Linked DNA regions of Mus musculus: region 2 is linked to region 1. A link is a contact called in public HiChIP or PLAC-seq data. All regions are on one chromosome and are shown on one strand. The core of a region is the stretch at or near the end of the contact, and the rest is flanking DNA. Distances in the headings are between cores, read along the strand shown. Region 1 holds the start of Sycn (syncollin). Region 2 has its middle 16 kb from the start of Fbxo27.

Evidence for each region. HiChIP or PLAC-seq counts read pairs in DNA pulled down with a chosen protein or histone mark.
Region 2: a contact with region 1 is called in an H3K27ac HiChIP or PLAC-seq map of embryonic stem cells, with 7 read pairs. The contact joins the enhancer-like site here to the promoter of Sycn in region 1. A contact is called at or near these places in 3 of 39 promoter capture datasets (hematopoietic stem and progenitor cells, liver and macrophages), 1 of 484 Hi-C or Micro-C datasets (nephron progenitors), 1 of 115 datasets of contacts at active chromatin or transcription factors (embryonic stem cells) and 4 of 9 other capture datasets (adipose tissue, liver, macrophages and 1 more).

What each region holds. Positions count from the first base shown.
Region 1 is chr7:28,539,219-28,542,277 of GRCm38.p6, reverse strand. Sycn (syncollin) reads right to left here and starts at 1,393. Exons shown (of 2, transcript NM_026716.3): 1 at 974-1,393; 2 at 68-204. The coding sequence starts at 1,368. The coding sequence ends at 195.
Region 2 is chr7:28,675,836-28,678,894 of GRCm38.p6, reverse strand. No RefSeq gene overlaps it. Among named protein-coding and RNA genes, the nearest start is that of Fbxo27, 16 kb to the left of the region's middle. Within about 2 kb of position 1,559, at least 44 of the 459 cell types and tissues checked have an H3K27ac peak or open chromatin away from gene starts, as enhancers often do. A contact at or near this core is called in embryonic stem cells, where this site is marked.

The DNA of each region.
Region 1 (3,059 bases), core at 144-2,643:
CTCTGCTGTCTCCTATTCTACCCACCCGTGGATGCTGGGTCTCAAACACACACAGATGTCACACAGGGTTGTAACTTTGAAAGGGCTGTATTACAGGGAAGCTATGAGAGCAGGTCGTGGGGTCATCTTGCCTCCTGGCTCTTGGAGCTACAGCAATTCCCAAGGCCAGGCTGGGTAGACAGAGCCTCAAGGCATCAATAGCACCTGTAACAGAAACATGAATTCCCAACAGGGGGTGTCCGGACAGAGATTGTCCCGTGTGGGAAGGTCTGAGGAGGGGTTCAAGGCTCCAGGTTGAGGAGCTTGGGGTCAGGCATTTTTTTTTTGAGGGATTCCGCTGAGCTGACTTGGGGTGTTGTTACAGTGAAACAGAGGATACCCGAGGTCTGTGGGTCTTGGGACGATTGCTGGACCTGGGGACCACTAGGAATGAGCCTGGGAGGTCTACAAATGGTTTCAGGATTTGGGGCTAATCTAAACAAAGTGGGTGGGGGTGGAGGGTTAGACCAGACTGACTCTTCAAGATTTGGGCCTGGGGTCTCGAGGCCTGAGAGGTTTTTAAGTCTCAGAGTTGGATCTAGGGGCTTTCGAATGTAATGAGGCAGGGCTGGCTTAGGGGTCTAAGGACCCCAGAGGAGCCAGTGACCCCCTCATTCTTAGGCCAGGAAACCTCATGCAAGTGCAGAATTAGGGCGGCGCTGAGTGGAAGGGTTTCTAGAATGGAGGCACAAGTTGGTTGGCATTGTTGACTTCCTGGTATGGGGAGCCTAGAGTTTGTCTAAGAGCCTAGGGGTGGTGGTGAGGGCCATAAGATAGAAGATGACAGGATTAGTCTAGGGGGTGCACTCAGAGATGGGACCTCCAGGAACAGTTTCTAAGGAGAAATCTACTTTTCTTAGTATGAATCTGGGGGTCTCTGGATTCTGTGGGAGCGAGCCTTGGGTTTGGGTGGTGGGATTGGGTAGGTACTCACTTGCAGTAGAGGGCAGAGATGGAGTCGGACCAGTCTCCAAAGATGCCTTTGCGGTACTCTTCCAGGCGAGGGTAAGAACCCGCGGTGAACTTGCGGGTCTTGCCATGCTTACCGGGGAGAGACCACACAGTGATCTCACAGCGCTGGCCCACTACCAGAGACGATGCAGTGTTAGACCAGCCCGAGGGCAGATAGGGCAGGTCAGTACCTGGCTCCACAGACAACACGGGCCCCTGGCAGCAGTTGTCATAGTATGGATCACTCTTCTCATAGAGTCTGGCGCACGTACGCGTCCCATCTGACTTCTTCAGGTCTGCGGGCACCGGGCAATTGCCATGGGCACCAGGGACAGCCACCAGGGCTAAAGCCAGCAGCAGTGGGCACAGCAGGGACATGGTGACAATGAACCATGAGAGGTCTGAGGTGCACTTATGACCCATGGGAAGAGAGAATATATGAGATAAAGACAAGGGAGGAATGAGGACACACCCCCTGTCCTTGGCGCTCACTGGAATGAGGACACGCCCCCTGTCCTTGGCACCAGAGACCTACCTGAGCAGTGTGGAAAACATCACACCACTGAATAGTAAATACAAGATGGGGATAAAACCCTAACGCCTTGGACTGGTTAAAGACAGTCTAGGGGTTGGAGATAAGGCTCAGAGTGTTTGCCTAGCACTCGTAAAACCTGGGATTTGATCCCTTGCCATTGTTTACAGAGTAGCTGTGGTGGGGGAAAGCAATGAGGAAGTAGAGGCAGGGGGATCAGGAGCTCAAGGTTATCTTTGGCTACAAAGCAAATAGGAGTCAAAGCCCTGGGGATGTATTTGGGATCCTGGGTGAATGGGGGATAGATAGATAGATAGATAGATAGATGATAGATAGATAGATAGATAGATAGATAGATAGATAGATAGATAGATAGATAGAAAGGAGATGATTCCGAGTTCATATCCTTGAAGAGGGCCATGATCCAGGAGACTCATCACTTTGGGCGTCTATGGGCACCTTACAATCACATGCACGCACACCCACAGAGACATGCATGTTCACACATAATTAAAAAATAAATTAAAGGTTTTAAATGGGAAAAGTCAGGACTGGAGAGATGGCTCAGCAGGGAAACCTGAGTTCTGAGCCCCAGCACCCATGGGAATGTGGCACTTATAACACCAGCACTGCAGGGGGCAGAGGCAGGAGGATGGCTGAGACTTGCTGACTGGCAGCCTAGCTCCAGGTTCAGTGAGAGACCTCGTCTCTTGACATTACTTTGTTGATGGATCAGAATAGATAGATCAGCCCTCCTGTGGCCTTTGTGTACACATGCACATTAATGCATATATCTCACACGTGTGTGCATATGCCACACACGGACACATGGACACATAAAAAGGGAAGAGAAAGATAAAAGGGAAAGGCTGAAAAAGTCGGCACAGACCTCAAATCCCAGCACTGAGGAACCTGAGGTAGGAGAAGAAGCTGTGGGCCAGCTTGGGCTACAGAGTGAGACTGTTTGTACAACTGAAAGGGCTGGGGATATTAACTTAACTAAATAAGTACTTGGTGAATTAAAAAGGGTTCCCAAAATCTAGATGTAGCTATGCTATACGGAGTGTTTACAAATGGACGAAGAGATGAGCTTCCTCTTCCCCACCCCTCCCTCCACCCAAAAGCACAGGCAGGGGAGAGGACAGGGGCGTGGCGTCCACCCTCTCCCTTACCTCAAGAGCTGGAGTTCTGTTTGTGTGTGGTTCTGGGTATAGAACCCACAGCCTCCAGCCACACCTGGAGGCTTTCTCCCCTCCTTCTCTCCTTCCTCCTCTTCCTCCTCCTCCTCCTTCTCCTCTTCCTCCTCCTTCTTTTTTTACCTTCTCCTCTTATTTTAGTTTTCTGAGGTAGGGTCTCAATATATAGCTGTGACCCGTCCAGCAGGTCCAGTTATTCGAGGGTCTCGAGGGGACCTTCTCCTAAGAACCAAATGGTGGGTAGAGAGAGACGAGGGTCTGGTGCGAATAACGACCCGGAAATGTTCTGAATTGCATCAAGACCCCACTGTATTGAGAAAGGCCCAAGGCTTAAATGCACA
Region 2 (3,059 bases), core at 310-2,809, 140 kb before region 1:
GACATTAGGTCACACGGTGGACGGCCATAAATGGCCGTGGATGTTAAGGTTTGGTCAAGATAACTAGGTTCTGGGCTTGCAGCACTTTAACCTCTCCAGTTCCACTGAATCAGCCCGTGGTCCAGCAGGTGTGGAGGAATTCCACAATCTGAAACAAACAGAGTATGGCTACATATGCTGGAGGCAGAATGACTGATATATAGCCCAGGCAGGCCAAGGCTGCACAGGAGACTCGGTCTCAAAAGAGACCAAATGAAAACAAGACTGAAAGCAGTTGAGGCAAAATAGTAAAGTTTTATAATATAATTGACAGATATGTGTTGCTGAAATAATATGTCCTCAGTGTTTCTTAGAACGAAAACAGTTTTTAAAGATTTGGGTATGGTTAATTTCAGTGTGTGATGATTTTTTTTTTATTTGCAACTTAAAAAAATAATTCTGTTTCTGGTTAACTGTTGTTGTTAACGGAAGCGGATCAACCCAGGATATGGGTTTTGTACTTAAAAGGTTACCTCGAGAAAGACTTGGGGCCACACTGGGACCCTGAGCACCCATCGCAGTCACCAGACCATTAATAAAGATTTTCTATTGGCTTAAACGCATGCTCAAGCAGTCTTCTCGGATTGGTACTCCACGACAGGTCCTTGGGACCCTGTCCCTCGGTCCTCTTCCTAACAAGTTCTATTATTTTTCTTTTCTTTTCTTTTTTGTTTTTGTTTTTTTGTTTTTTGAGACAGGGTTTCTCTGTATAGCCCTGACTGTCCTGGAACTCACTTTGTAGACCAGGCTGGCCTCGAACTCAGAAATCCGCCTGTCTCTGCCTCCCAAGTGCTGGGATTAAAGGCGTGCGCCACCACTGCCTTTTTCTTAATATAAAGCCGAAAAAGGAGATTTATTCAGTGTGGCCACATTTGGGAGAAGGACAAGTGACCCAGGGAAACTGTTTTGGGGCCCCTGAAGCGAGATTAAAATTTAAACAGAGGCCAGAGATCTGCGCTTTTGAGCAGTCTTCGTCAAGGTGTGGCGCAGCTGGGGCTGACACGGCCTTGCCTGTGCTTCAGGCTCTTCCTGGAAGGGGGTGGAATCTCTCCATGGAGACAAGGCTCCGCTCTGCCTAGGGCTTTTCCCTTCTTGCAGAAGGAGACTCCTGAGGAAATGTTCATTTCTCTGGGATCCAGTGTTTTTTAATGGTCTGACAGACTGAGAGACGCAAGGGTCTCATTAGAATACATTTATTCCTGCCAGAACAGAACAAGTCCCCACTTTTGGGGGTGGGGGTGGGGGTGGGGAGAGGTTCTCGCTGTCTTGGAATTGACTCTGTAGACCAGGCTAGCCTTGAACTTGCAGAGTTCTGCCTGCCTCTGCCTCCTCGGTGCTGGGATTAAAGGCCACATTGGCCAGCTGAATTCCTCACTTTCTATATGCCTATGTTGGGAACAAATGTAAACGGAATACAAGTAGGGATTAAGGGCTGAACCCGCAGTGTCAGGTGGTGAGCAAGCGGTGTTTCCATAACCGCTTGGCCCACCTCCCAGCTCAGCCCCTCCCACTCACCTGGGTTACGGACACTAGTTTAGATCATTTACAAGAGTTACCGCCTTTGTTCTCCGTTTCCTGTTTAAGGAAGTGAAGAATGTAGAAAAGATTGCAGGCTGCAAAAGATTTTAATCTAGAAATTCTCTAGTGGGACCTGTAGAGGTGTGGCTTGCTAGGGGTGTAGCATGGGTGGGGGTTTAAAAATATGTTTTTGTTTGTTTGTTTGTTTGTTTGTTTTTCTTGCCTCAGGACGCCTGCCTTTTTTCCAGGTGCGGATTGTAGGTCTTATAATTTTGGTCGTATGCATGATGAGTCATGTCTAGGCAGGAGCTGATCAGTAGAGGCTCTTCTCTCCTAGTATATACATGGACCTAGAACTGATTCAGGCTGCCTGGGCTCATGCTCTCTAGTACTAGATCTGATTGGTTGCAAATTAGTCACACAAGAGTTGCTGGGGAAGAATTGGGTCGGACTTTGCCAGGAAGGGATTGTGTGAAGGTGTGCACAGGGTGGGGGTGGCGTATCCCCAAGTTGCTAAACTATCTCTGCAATCTGTTGCTAGACTATCTCGGTCTCTGTCAACAGCACCCTTGCTGGCTCCCCTCTGCCGGCCCTAGTGGTAGCGACTAGGAATTAGATCGGCCCTGAGACCAGTCAGTCAGGATGGCACCCTGAGACCTCACCTTGGACTGTTGTAGCTGAGGACATTGACTTCCTAAAAACAATAGAGACAAGGCAACCTACTGTGAGCAGCTTGGCATTCACTTGGTCCCTCTTCCTCTTCCACACTCTTATCTAGATATGTTTTGTCTGTCTGTCTGTCTGTCTGTCTCTGTGAGGGTGTCAGATTCCCCTGGAATTGAAGTTACAGACAGTTGTGGGCTGCCATGTGGATGCTGGGAACTGAACCCGGGTCCTTTGGAAGAGCATCCAATGCTCTTAACCGCTGAGCCATCTCTTCAGCCCCTCACAACCCTTCCTTAAAACACCAAACAAAAAGTCAGAAACAGCAATCCACTTTTGTGATGTTCCCTACTGGACTGCTCGGGTAACCTGAGTTGTTACTGTGAGGCCCCGACTTAAAGTGTTTCTCCAGCCCCTGAACGGTCCCCAAGCTTGTATTCCCTGATCTCTAAAAATACAGCCAGAAAGAAGCTCTTTGTTCTTTATAGCCAGCAAAAAGCCTTTTTGTTTTTATACCTTACAACCAGAGATGCGATAATTGTAAAAAGACCTAGCCAGGCGCTTGCTTAGCTCCCTGTGCCAAGGACACGGAGATAAATTCCACAAAAGAAGAGCTACAACTCACTCCCTACTCCTCATGCCTTGTAATTTTACCAAGGACACCGGCCAGAGAAGAGCCGTAGCCAAACTCTTCCCAACTCCTCCCAATTCCTCACTTTTCCTTTAAAAGCTCCCTATTGTGACCGCTAGGGGTCGAACTCCCCTGCCCTGTGCAGCGCATGGACTTCATCCTCAGCTAGCTGACAATAAAGCCTCTTGCAATTTGCATCAGGTGTGGT